Linked DNA regions of Rattus norvegicus: region 1 is linked to region 2. Evidence: chromatin contacts called from public Hi-C data. All regions are on one chromosome and are shown on one strand. The core of a region is the stretch at or near the end of the contact, and the rest is flanking DNA. Distances in the headings are between cores, read along the strand shown.

Evidence for each region. Hi-C and Micro-C count contacts between places; a contact is called where the count stands out from the background.
Region 1: a contact with region 2 is called in a Hi-C map of psoas muscle, with 4 times the contacts expected there. The contact joins two enhancer-like sites. A contact is called at or near these places in 9 of 12 Hi-C or Micro-C datasets (Schwann cells, frontal cortex, hepatocytes and 5 more).

Annotation. Positions count from the first base shown.
Region 1 is chr7:31,072,034-31,075,745 of GRCr8, forward strand. No RefSeq gene overlaps it. Among named protein-coding and RNA genes, the nearest start is that of Tmcc3, 87 kb to the left of the region's middle. Within about 2 kb of position 2,233, at least 2 of the 93 cell types and tissues checked have an H3K27ac peak or open chromatin away from gene starts, as enhancers often do.
Region 2 is chr7:30,875,685-30,879,374 of GRCr8, forward strand. It overlaps a transcript of Tmcc3 not described here. Among named protein-coding and RNA genes, the nearest start is that of Tmcc3, 110 kb to the right of the region's middle. Within about 2 kb of position 1,362, at least 10 of the 93 cell types and tissues checked have an H3K27ac peak or open chromatin away from gene starts, as enhancers often do.

The DNA.
Region 1 (3,712 bases), core at 983-3,482, 200 kb after region 2:
TCGGTGTAATATCCCTGTATGAATAGAGCCTTAGAAGTGAAAACATCTAGGTCTTTCCTCTTACCCTGAATCTGGTCTTTGTGAACACCTCCGCCTATCTGGACCGGAAGTTGGAGTCCCCACCATTGCCCCCGTCAGACCTCCATCTATCTGGACCGGAAATTGGAGTCCTCACCATTGCCCCCGTCAGACCTCCATCTATCTGGACCGGAAGTTGGAGCCCTCACCATTGCCCCCATCAGACCTCCGCCTATCTGGACCGGAAGTTGGAGTCCTGACCATTGTCCCCGTCAGACCTCCACTTATCTGGGTCGGAAGTTGGAGCCCTCACCATTGCCACCATCAGACCTGGTCAGTTCTACCTTCTAATTACATCTCAGAGTGGCCAGTCACCATCTTAGCTACACTACATCTGCCCTGTTTCCACTCTCTCTTGAATGGTTCCAAAGCACTGCCTGTTCCGTTTTGCTCCTCTTTGTGTGTGAGTATAATGCTAGCCACTCTGCCACCGAGAGGTGACAAGTGTCAGGGCTAAAAAAAAAAAAACCCACATGCCAGGGATGGCAGTGGAAAGACCGACAGAAGCCGCTTCCCTGTCAGCTCCATAGAGCAGCCGAATCAGTGCTGCCAATCACCTGCCTGTGTCATGATGAGGTCACAGAAACGTCTGTCCTACATAAGCCCTGGCTAATTGCATCACAAACCATCCACTGCTGAAGGGATGAAGGAGAAAACAAGATGGACAAATCAATGGCATGTTGATGCGTCCATCTTGAGGCAGCTATTTTAGTGCAAGGGACATATTTTAGGGGTAAAGGCAAATTATTAATTATTTAACATTTTTCTTGTCGCTGCCTATGACATGTTCAACTGATATTATGCCCATCTGTTTGAACAAAAAGATCCATCTTCCTTTGCCTTTTTCGATTGTTACTGCTGTCTTATCATTGTCATTATGAATTATTATTAGTAGTACTATTATTATTATATGTGCTGGGACATGTTAAACAAGTGCCTACATCCCAAACTTATTTGAAGTGCTTCAAATAATTTTACAGGAGATGTCTTCCACCTCCAAGTCAAAAGTGCCTATCTGCCACAGGTCCCTGTAGCCTCACGGCCTGTTTTGAGTAAAGGTGTGGGAGGAAGGGCTCTGTGGGGTAGAAAAGGGGAGCAGGTGTCCAGTGCCCCCGAGTATGCACAGCCTCCATCCTGAGTGTGGGTGTTATAACATAAGCAGGATTCAGAGAATAAATGGTTAAATGATAGGTCACACGTAAAATATGACGAGGATGGGGGGACAAGGGACCTTCTTTCTCTCTTGGAGGCAGTTAACTGGTATTTTCAGGTCTCCATTCCACCCACCCCTACCTTCAGAGACCTGCTAGAAGTCCTACTCAAGGCCTGTGGAACCCTTAATTGGTTGCCCCATCACCTAAGAAGCATGACAGACTCCACCTGCCAAGGTTCAAAGTCCAGGGCGTGGGCATGATAATGGGGTTAGAAAGATCTCGAGGGCTTGGCTGGAAGCTGCCTGTGTTTCTAATGTCTGGCTGCTAGCCACTGACAAAGGAGGCAGAAAGCCAAGGTTTAGACAAGGGAGAGGCTGGAGGTCCTGGAGGCCGATGTGAGCGTGACAGGGTCCTTCGAAAGTACTCCACCTATGTGTGTTAAGATGTATAGGCTGATTTGAGTCCAACTTGTGGCAGTCCTATAGGATCCTGGTGATCATTGAGAAAGCTCAATGATCAAGGTTTGGAAAGAAGAATTGAGCCTCCATCACCAAGAACAAAACTCTGGAACCGACTACCCGGAATCTCCCGATTAATAACCACGAGACAACCCAAAGATATTCTTCCGTCCATCTTTATCCAAGCTGCCCCAAGATGCGGAAACCTACTGATAGTATTGTCCATGCCTGAAGAGTCTTTACCATCGTGGCTAGTTAGTGACTTCTGAACTTGCAGTTTGGGGGGCTCAATGCTAAAAACTGGGTATGCTAGGTAACCAAACAGAGCAATCTTCACAGCTGTTGGCTACTAAAGAAGTTGCACCTCTGTTCAAGCCATTCCTTCTACAATGGCTTACATCATGGGAAGGTGTGAGAGGGGTGGATACGGTCCCCTTCAGACACTGTTGTTATGAGCGTTCCATGGTGTGTAGACCGTTGAAGGTCATCCTAAGATCACCAAGCATGAGCCATCTCAGGGGAACTGGCAGGTTCCTTGGGAAAAAGCTCCTCATTGCTGAGGCTCTAGCAGCCTCTAGGGGTTGCCATGGGTTACTGAGTACTTGATACCTTGTCTGGAATTGTTGAAGCTGAAGTCCTAGGTCTTTCCTCCAGGCGTCTCCAGAGAGCATGGTGGGTTTGATGGTGGGATCCATTGGCTGATGGAACCTGGAAATGGTTAGAGAAAGGGCTAGGGACCCAGGCTGGACCGGTGGTCAGTCAACTTGAATGGGTGCAGCTAAGATTTGCCCCCATTCTCAGTGTGTGTACACACCACAGTGAAGTAGACCCTCCCTGCATCCTCCTAGGCTACAGCGGCTGCTGCTCTTACCCTAAGCTCCTCAGTGTCCAGACGCAGGCATGGGAATCCTGTAGGGCTGTACTAAGGGACTTCTGTCTCCAGAGCCTATCTGTAGCCCCTGTCGCTTTCCAGAATTTTCTTTTTCTTTTCTCTTTTTTCTTTCTTTTAGGAGTGTGTACATGTGTGTGTGCATGCATCTGTGTGTGCATACATGCGCTCATGTGTACATGCACATATGTGTACACGTATGTAGAGTTCAGAAGTCAATGTTGGGTATCTCCTTCTATACACTCTTCCTTATTCTTTTGAGACAGAACTCTGTGAGATTTGCCAGTTCAGCTCGATCATCTGGTCAGAGAGCCCTGAGAAGTCCCGTGTCCACGCACCAAGCATGCACTGCTGAGCTGTTGACTTATTTATGTATTTGACTTGGGTGCCGGGGATCAAACTCAAGTGTTCATGTTCACGCAGCAGGCACTTTACTGTGAGCCATCTCTTCAGCTCTCAGACTCCAGTCTTTAATGACTTATCTCAGATCGACCCAGTCCTATCACTCTCTGTGTAAGAGTGTTCAGCAACACTCACTACCCTGGATGAATATGAAATTCCATACATGGGCCCCTTTCCTGCTCTGTTTCCTGAGCATGGCTCTACATTCTTGCCAGGATGAATTCTCTCAGAACTTCCAATGTCCTGCCTGATACTTACTACATGGCAGCCTCTTCTAAGAGCTGAGACTCTGTGGACTTCATGGGCCTTTGTAACAACTAAGTGTGTGTGTGTGTGTCTGTGTGTGTGTGTGTGTGTGTGCGTGTGTGTGTCTGTCCGTCTGTGTGTGTATCTCTTTGTGTGTTTGTATGTCTGTATGTGTATATCTGTGTGTAAGTGTGTATATCTGTGTATCTGTGTGTTTGTGAATGTGTCTCTGTGTGTATATTTGTAAGTGTGTGTATCTGTGTGTTTTCATGTGTGTCTGTGTGTGTTTGTGAGTGTGCGTGTGCATGAATATGTGTGTCTCTGTGTGTGTGTCTATGCACATGTATACAAATGGGTGTGGTGATATGTATATGTGCATGTGAGTGACTGAATATGGATTAGTGAGCATGCATGTGTGTGTGTTTGTAAGTGTGTGTCAGTGTGCATGTATGTCTATGCAGGTCTATGTTTATGTCTATGTGTAT
Region 2 (3,690 bases), core at 112-2,611:
GTGGTGGTCCCTGAGAAGGACTCCATTAACTATCATAATGTAATTGGTGACACATTGGTAAGGGACTTCTCTACTCTGCGCAGGGAATACTGTACCAATTTGGCAATGTGGGGCGACCACAAAGTGACAAAAAAGGCACAGGTAAGCACTGCTAAGACTTGGGACACCGTGTAGTGTCAGATCTTAATATATTTTTAAAAATATTTTAAATTACATTGTGTGTGTGTGAGTGTGAGTGTGTGTGTGTGAGTGTGTGTGTGTGAGTGTGTGTGTGAGTGTGTGAGTGTGAGTGTGTGTGTGAATGTGTGTGTGAGTGTGTGTGTGAGTGTGTGTGAGTGTGTGTGAGTGTGTGTGAGTGTGTGTGTGAGTGTGTGTGAGTGTGTGTGAGTGTGTGTGAGTGTGTGTGTGAGTGTGTGTGAGTGTGTGTGAGTGTGTGTGAGTGTGTGAGTGTGTGTGAGTGTGTGTGTGAGTGTGTGTGAGTGTGTGTGAGTGTGTGTGAGTGTGTGTGTGAGTGTGTGTGAGTGTGTGTGTGAGTGTGTGTGAGTGTGTGTGTGAGTGTGTGTGAGTGTGTGTGAGTGTGTGTGTGAGTGTGTGTGAGTGTGTGAGTGTGTGTGTGAGTGTGTGTGTGAGTGTGTGTGAGTGTGTGTGTGAGTGTGTGTGTGAGTGTGTGTGTGAGTGAGTGTGTGTGAGTGTGTGTGAGTGTGTGTGAGTGTGTGAGTGTGTGTGAGTGTGTGTGAGTGTGAGTGTGAGTGTGTGTGAGTGTGTGTGAGTGTGTGTGTGAATGTGTGTGTGTGAATGTGTGTGTGTGAGTGTGTGTGAGTGTGTGTGTGAATGTGTGTGTGAGTGTGTGTGAGTGTGTGTGTGAGTGTGTGTGTGAGTGTGTGTGTGTGAGTGTGTGTGTGTGTGTGTGTGTGTGTGTGTGTGTGTGTGTGTCAGATGATAAATTTGGGGATTTGATTCTCTCCTTCCATCTTGAGGGTCCAGGAAAGCAAAGTCAACCGTGGTGGCATCTCGCCAACTCTTAACAAATGTGTTTGTAAAAAGGGAGTTAGAAAAGCTACAGTCCTTAAAGTACTTGAAAGACGACCACAGGAACAATGTTACATGTGGCAGGGAATGTGATTTTTCCCTTAGCACTAAGGTAGGAAACCTGATTTTGCTTCTGGAGGGTAGAATTTTTTCACAGTAACATTGTAAAGGAAGCCTTCTACAGTTAAGATTGTTTCCCATTGCAAAAAGTCCAGGCAGAAACAGCTGGAAAACTGAGAGAAGAGCTCCAGTCATCCTCAGCCCTCACCGGCACCGGATGCTGTGGGCGTCCACCTTAAATCACCATGGCTGTTCTCTGTATTTGCCAGCAGGTGGCAACAGTGCGTCTGTGCAACCGTTGTTTCCCGTCAGCCACGCACAACACGCATATTCATTATAGGATCATGGTAGGAAAAGCTCGGAAGTAGAGATAGGCAAAAGGGAGCCGAGGGAGTGGCAGCATCTGCAGAATCACTGCTGTGGTACAGTCTGCTGTTGTTGCACACTGGCCCGAACCAGTTCCACAGTTCACAATTGACAAGTCATTGTCAACAGCTCTCAGCAACCGTGAGCGATCTCAGAGCATCAGAGGTGAGGATCAGTAATAAAGCAGCAAAGCGGCGGTTCGCAACTTTCCTAATGCTGCCAACCCTTTAATACCGTCCTTCATGTTGTGGTGACCCCCAGTCATAACATTACTTTCATCGCTACTTCATAACTGTAATTTTGCTACTGTTATGAATTGTAATGTAACTATCTGTGTTTTCCGATGGTCTCAGGCAATCCCTGTGAAAGGGTCCTTTAAATCCCCCAAGCAGTCAACCCACAGGTGGAGCACCACTGCACTACAAGGACAAAGACACAACTGAGCAGGGGCTTGGCCTGGTCTGTAAAGAGTAACTGGGAGGCTCAGTTCCCACCTTCTTATTGTTTAGACACCAATCCAGCAGAAGGCTGTCCCCGGCTGGCATTTTTAATTTATATTTGTTGTATGTTCATACTGCTTATTGAAAGTAGAATCACTTGACATATTTGTGTGTGTGTGTGTGTGTGTGTGTGTGTGTGTGTGTATGAACACACACACACATATGTCATCACCTTTTCCCGTTAATAACATGTTACAAATATGTCTGGGAGTCGATGTGGCCCCACATTTCAGTGACTACTGAGTACCGTACTGTAGACTGTAATGACCATGTGGTTTTTACAACTCACAACTATAATAGGCATGGTTACAAAGATTATCTCTGCACATGCTTTTGTGTGTGTTTGCTTTGTTGGGATACATTCCTGGAAGTGAGACTGTAGAATCATAGAGTATCCTCCTTTTTAAAAAGCCTCTCAAACGGGACTTCAGATTCCTTTCTGAAAGAATGTGGCAAGCTGTACTCCCACCCGCATCTGCTCTCTTGAGCACTCTCCCACACAGGAAAGAATTTAGTAAGTGTTGCCTATCCAGTGGGTTTAAAAAAAAAAGAGGCTTGAGTTTATCTTACTGATGAAGTTAGCGAGGTGTTTTTGTTATTGTGGTTTTTAATATGGTCCTTGTTGCTTTGCCCTTATCCCTTAATTACCACTTCAGATGTGGCGGTGCCTGCAAATTAATCACCATATGCCTATTCTCCTACCCCTTCCCGCAAACCCCCACGTTACTTGTGTTTTAGTTTGGGAAATGCAAACCCCACTCACAGCATCACGGTTCCTCCAGACAGTCCCAGCCCAAAGGTGGGGGCAGTGGTTGAAGCCTGTCACTCCTGGTGTCCTCTCCACAGCCGGGGACCCTGTTGGAAGGGGGGAGCCAGCTAGCAGGCTAGCTTGAGATGATGGTAGGAGTCTTGGGTCCTCGGCGTTTCTACCTGCCATGGTGATATTCCTATACAACAATGTGAAATGCGACTTTAGAATCTTGAGTTAATTTTGATGGATGTAGACAGCCAAAGAGATAATTGAAGCACCAGAGGGGCACTTTCTCAGCAGAATCCTCTAGTTTTCTTGTCTAGAACTGATTAGATTAATGAGGAAATCGCTCTCTTCAGCTCCTAGGCTGATGTGTTTTGAGGAAGACCCATGGGGAGTCTCATCCCCGCTCCCTCCACCCCATCTGCAGTTCAGAATTGAAATATGGATTCCCAACCAGGAGAGCAGTTCTCAGAAAGATTTCCTGAGTTGCTCCGATGTCTATAAGGGAGACAAACTTTCAGAGAGGGCAACCCCCCAGTCTCACATCAGCCTGTTGCCTGATGCTTCTAAAAAGGCAAAACGTCCAAGTGAGATCTGTTTGGAGCTGGGATCTGAAATGGAAATTCATGAGAAGCTAAAATATCATCATAAACTCTCACTGAAGTGTCAGCCAGTGACCACTATTGGCCACCAGTCTCTGAGAAGGACAGGCCTTCAAAGGGAGGTAAAGCAAGAGAGCCACTGAGAAAAGCCAGGATGCTGGGGCACAGAGGCATGCTTTGCTCTGAAATTGGCCCCAGATGTGGATGGCTTCTCTGGGGCCCTCTCCATTGTGCTATTGGCCATGGTAATGGAGTAATTTGTAGAAGTGGGAACTTCAATGACTTCCTCTGATGTGTGTATCCAGGTGTTCATTCGGCTCAGGGGGTGTTTCTCTCTCCCTCTGCTTTTTGGCCACACTGACACGATGACAGAAATGTT